Regions from separate parts of the Canis lupus genome. Here region 1 is linked to region 2. Evidence: chromatin contacts called from public Hi-C data. All regions are on one chromosome and are shown on one strand. The core of a region is the stretch at or near the end of the contact, and the rest is flanking DNA. Distances in the headings are between cores, read along the strand shown.

Region 1 (2,700 bases), core at 24-2,523, 93 kb after region 2:
ATCAATTCATCTGTTCATTAGTTCATTTGTTTCTGTGAAGCCAAGTAACTGGACTGGGCATTGGGAAGACAGTGGAAAAGAAGACAAATTCTTGTTCTCCAGACTCAAGCAGGGAAACAGACAGTAAGCAAATAATTACAGAATTATTGAATACCATCCTAGTAATGCCAGGAGGGGATTCATGGGGAGCCATGGCACAGTCCCAGGGATAAAACCCATCTCTACCCCACAAGAAGGGGGTGAGAACACATAAGACGTTATAGCAGCACCTGGTGTGTGATGCAAACATATAAGAAGAGGACTTGATCCAGACAGAGCAGGTGCTATCAAGGATGTTGTCCTCAACTTCCTTGGGCATTTCAGGGGAGACCAGAGTGGTGATTAGGATGAGTCGGAGAGTAGATCTGGGTGGGCCAGACAGCACGTCTCAGGAGGAGATAGAGTGTGTAAAGGGCCCCAAAGTACATGGCTCCTCCAAGCCTGGAAGCCGCGTGAATGGGGGCCTTCCTCTTTGGGACTCAGGGAGTCTATGGGGGTGATTAGCAGTGGTGTGGCACCTCTGCAGCTGCTCTGTCTTTTGTCCCATGGCCCCTGGATGTTGTCTTCCCATGACTCAGAAAGACAAGCCATTGGCCAACTTGACCGCCCATGTTGGACACTATGCCAGGGCCAAGGTTGGTGTAAAGATGATGAGACGCAGATACTGAGCCCAAAGAGCTCACTTATGAGTGCAGTGGATGGACCCAGGGATGGGTGACCTCAGTGCCCAGAGGAGGGAGTCATGATCACTTCCAGCTGGGGAGGGCTGAGAGACTATCTGGAGGGGAAACGTGCACTGACCGCTTCTAGAAGAACAAACCTTCCACTCATGAAGAGAGGGGTGCAGAGATGAGTGCCCGAGGGCATGGTGAGTGGAGAGCATGTTGCACTGAGCTGCACTGTCTACTGACCCTAGGACACTCGAGCCTCTTTATTGACGCAGGCAGTGGAACCACTCCTCTCCTGGCGGTGCAGGAGGGGGGCTTTACTCCAAACACTGCAGGAGAGGATGCAGCCGGGAGGGGCTGTGTCCTCTGGTCCCTCATGAGACCCTCTGGGCTGGTCCCTCGCAGATGAAGAGCTCCATCCTCAGTGACCCACAGTTCTCCCATGAATCTGCAATGTGCCCACCCTTGGAGATTTCTCGGCCAGACAACTAATCTAATAAACCTTAGACCTGCCAGGGTCCCAGGGTTCCTGTGCTCTGTGCTCCCCTCTGGCCCCGGCTGTAGCACATGTCGCCTCATTGTGGCCCGGCTCCCCGAGCCACCTTAATCACACGGTATAAGCATCTATTTTAGTTACATAAACAGAGTTGTCTACATTTGGATCCCGGGGCTGGCTGCAGGAATTTGTAAACAGCATGGTGTACGAGGCTTGCAGCAAGTTGCCAGGACGCGCTCCTTTCCCACTGCCTGTTGTCCACTTTTCCCTTTTATAGAGAGTCTGGCTGGGAAAGAGAGACAGAACTTATTTGGGAATCGAGGACAATCTCTCCAGCAAATTCCTTTCTCCCACTCCTGCAACCACTACCTCCTCTTCTGAAATGTTGAGGTCTGGTGCAAAATTAAAACTGGTCTTGAGTTATGGGTTCCTCCTAAATGCTAGCTTCTCATAAATATAAATCCAAACCCCACAGAAAACAAACTCGGGGAGAGCTGATTCCCAGAAGGGTAACCAGGAATTTTGAATTTGAGGCAGGTTCTAAAAACTCCTGGACACTGATGTCCCTATCATAGCCAAGACCCTGTGTGACATCGTGACGTCCATCTTTCGCTCCAAGCCGGAGCTTGTAGTAATGACATTCTTGAAACCACAGAGAAGCAGTAGCTCGAGGGGGGAGAGGGGCATTCATTTTTTTTTCTCTTCATTTAATAACCATTAATGAAGCATCTGCTTGGATGAGATGCTGCATCTGGTACTGCAAGCCTTAGGAGGGGTATGACACAAATCGTTGGCATCAAAATCCAACAAAGGTGGAATTTCAAGATCCATCACGATAGGTCTGGGATGGCAGGGAGAGTTGAAGTTTACTTGGTACACATTTGCCGAGGGAATCATGAATAAGGGGGTGGAGAAGGAAGCCTGCTTCAATGACTGAAGTCAAATCTCAATCTAAAATTCAACGCAGGTGAACTTGTGCTCAAACTTACGGCAAGGATCACAAACCATCCCACTTTGCCTGGGGTCGAGGGCATTCCCATGGATGCAGGATGGAAAAGAATTCCCAGACAAACGAGGATAAGTCAGACTGCTTGTTGAAACCTCAAAGAAAAGGGAATTAGGGAGGAGAAGACCTGACTAGGAAATATGTGAATTAGGGAAATAAGAGGGCTCTGGGAGCAGAGGCGTGTAAGAAGCACTTGCCTTCCCCCGTTCATGTTTTCATTCGGGAGAACAAAGGACCAGAACATAATTCATCCACACAGGAAGAAACAGGGCAATTAGGAGATTATAAGGAGTTGGGCATCGCAAGCAAAACAAGAGGACTTCAGTTCTTAAAATAGCCCTAAACAAGCTCGGTAGTAAACACAACTGCAGATATGTTTGAACTTCGTCTCCGCAGAGAACTGCAGAGAGAGATTCATGGGTTTTAAGCATCCAAAATGCAGTAAGGGCCTGGAACAGTTATCTGTTTCTCAAGAACGTCCATATTTGGAA
Region 2 (2,700 bases), core at 85-2,584:
GTGGCATGGGTGGCCAAGGGCCCAGCCCTCCTGCCTCTGGGGGCAACCCACTGCCAGCCTCCTCCTTATCAATCACTGCAAAGCAAATCGGAGGTTAAAGAAGGAAAGAAGGTGCTGATGCTTGGTGAGGAGAGAGGGAGATTTTGGTGAGTAGCAGCCCCATTTGAAACTCCAACGGGTCAGATCAGATGCCTTGGGAAGTAAGTCCCCTCACCTCCAGGGCTGAAGTACTGCCCCTCTTGGTGGCCTCCTGCGTTTGGGGGGGCCTTTGATTTCCACGGGGTAATGGCCCAGGGCCTGTCTTTCTTACCCACTGACAGTGGTCTCCCTTCCTGGGCTCTCTCCAGCAAAACACAGCAGTGCAAGGCTGGCCCGGCTCTGCGGCTCACTGTGATGCGCTCAAACCCACGAGGGCCATGAACCAGAGGCTCTCGCCTGTCTTCATACCTGCTGCCTCTAAGCCCGAACTAGGATGTTTTCAAAATCTCCATTTTGTTTTTGAAATTTCTTACTTTCCTTAGTTTTTCACCTTTTATTTGGAGACTTTTCAAGTGTGCAGAAATCTGTGAGAAGAGCACAGTGCACGTCTGTCTGCCCTTGACCTGCATTTACCAGGAGTGGCATTGGCGCGTGTGCTTTTAGCGCTCCTTGTGTAGACCTATTATGTCATTACCATTAGTTGCTGAACCATTTGAGAATAAGTTGCAGACACCATGATCCCTCATCTCTGAATACTAGTAATGACTAGTAATAACAATAACTCATTGTTAAATCACAATATGTTTATGAAGTTCAGAAAATTGAACTCTGATACAATACTGAATGTAATATATAGCCTATATTCACGTTCCACCAATGTCCCCCAAAATGCCCTTTATACCAATGTTCTGATCCCAAATAAAAAAACTTTTATCGGGACGCCTGGATGGCTCAGTGGTTGAGCATCTGCCTTCGGAGCAGGGCGTGATCTCGGAGCCTGGGATCGAGTCCCACATCGGGCTCCCTGCGAGGAGCCTGCTTCTCTCTGTGCCTCTCTCTCTCTCTCTCTCTCTCTCTGTGTGTGTCTCTCATGAATAAATAAATAAAATCTTAAAAAAAAAAACTTTTATCCTTAGTGTCAACAGGTGTTGAAAAGGTGGATCTGGCTACACACACACACACACACACACACACACACACACACATTACACACACCACACAAACACATACACACCACATCACACACGCTGCATACCACACTACACACACACTACACCAGGCAAACATATTACACATACACTATACACACTGCACACATCACACATACACACACCACATCGCACATACCACACATTTCACCACACACACGCACCACACTGCACACATCTCACACCCACGCCCCACACCCACACCCCATACCACACACATCACACATACACACCACACAGACCACACTACATACCACACATACACATCACACACACACATCACACACACCACACAGATTTAAGCTTCACTGCCAAGTATGCTCCCTATAAGAGGATCTTAACGTATTTTTTTTGTATTTATTTACTTTTTATTGACAAACTGCCTCCCTCCCATGCTGGGGTCTTCTAACCAGGCTCATTCCTCCAGCTGCTGGGAAAGGGGCTCAAGGGGCCATCCTGTCTCGCTGGCATGCTGGATGTGGGGTGGGGAGGCGGGGAGGATGGGCTTGAGCAGACCACGAGGCACACCCATCTTCCTGCAGGAAAGCCTTGCTCTCTGATTATCAGTGGGCAGCAGGGAGCTTTTGCTTTGGACCCACCACCATCCTCCTAGGGAAGAGGCAAACAGAGCTAAAGAGGACCGCAGGGGTCAGCTGCTGCTCAGCCTCCCTCTTCCGGTGGAGAAGACAACGGAAGTTCAGAGAAGTGAAGCAGCCTGGCCAAGCTCCCTTAGGCACCACGGGGAATGGGGATCAAGCTGATATTTTTTCAGGCCATCCAGCTGTTTTACAGACACCCAGATCTGGGGAGCAGGGAACCTAAGGACAAGAGGGAGAGCATATTCCCTGGAGAGAAGGAGAAGCAGAGGCCGTGAACAAGCTTCTCGAAAGATGAAGAGGCAAAGCTCCAGATGTGGTGTAGCTCCCCTGACGTGAAGCAGCTGGAGAGCTGGGGTCAGGCTCATCAGCCCTGAGGAGGTGAGTCCATGGGGAGGTGTTTCCCACTGCTTCATGGTCTCAGTGGGCACCCTGGCAGGCGAGGGCCTGGAGGCTGTTCATGCCCCCTTGTCTGTCCCAACTTCTAAGTGATCTCGGTTTGGATGTTCTACTCTGCTTGGCTTTCTGTCTAGGACTGGAGTCTGCTGGGAGGAATTTGCCATAATCTGCTATTCTTGCTTTCAAAGTCACCAAGGGACGCAGACAGGAGACATATGCTCAGTGTGAACGAGACATCACAGCTAAAATCATCATTTTTCTAGTTGCAACCAATTGGATTTTACAGGACTAAGTAATTAGACAAAAAGTCATAAGCGGACAAAATAAGAGCTTTCTGCCAAGAACCCCTCTGCTTCAGGGTTTGAGGTTGGAATCAGCGGCCTGATTTATGGGGATCCTGTTCCCTGGGAATGCAGAACCCTGTGCCAGAGTTGTAGGGCTTCATTCCTCCTGAAGACAGCCTGGAGCAGAGACTGTCCAGGCCGCATCTGTTTTGCAGATTAGGAAAGACACACAGA

What was found. Hi-C and Micro-C count contacts between places; a contact is called where the count stands out from the background.
Region 1: a contact with region 2 is called in a Hi-C map of liver, with 1.9 times the contacts expected there. The contact joins two enhancer-like sites. A contact is called at or near these places in 3 of 9 Hi-C or Micro-C datasets (amygdala, liver and skin fibroblasts).

Annotation. Positions count from the first base shown.
Region 1 is chr31:29,437,543-29,440,242 of UU_Cfam_GSD_1.0, forward strand. No RefSeq gene overlaps it. Among named protein-coding and RNA genes, the nearest start is that of KCNE2, 19 kb to the right of the region's middle. Within about 2 kb of position 1,274, at least 3 of the 20 cell types and tissues checked have an H3K27ac peak or open chromatin away from gene starts, as enhancers often do.
Region 2 is chr31:29,344,152-29,346,851 of UU_Cfam_GSD_1.0, forward strand. No RefSeq gene overlaps it. Among named protein-coding and RNA genes, the nearest start is that of KCNE2, 110 kb to the right of the region's middle. Within about 2 kb of position 1,335, at least 2 of the 20 cell types and tissues checked have an H3K27ac peak or open chromatin away from gene starts, as enhancers often do.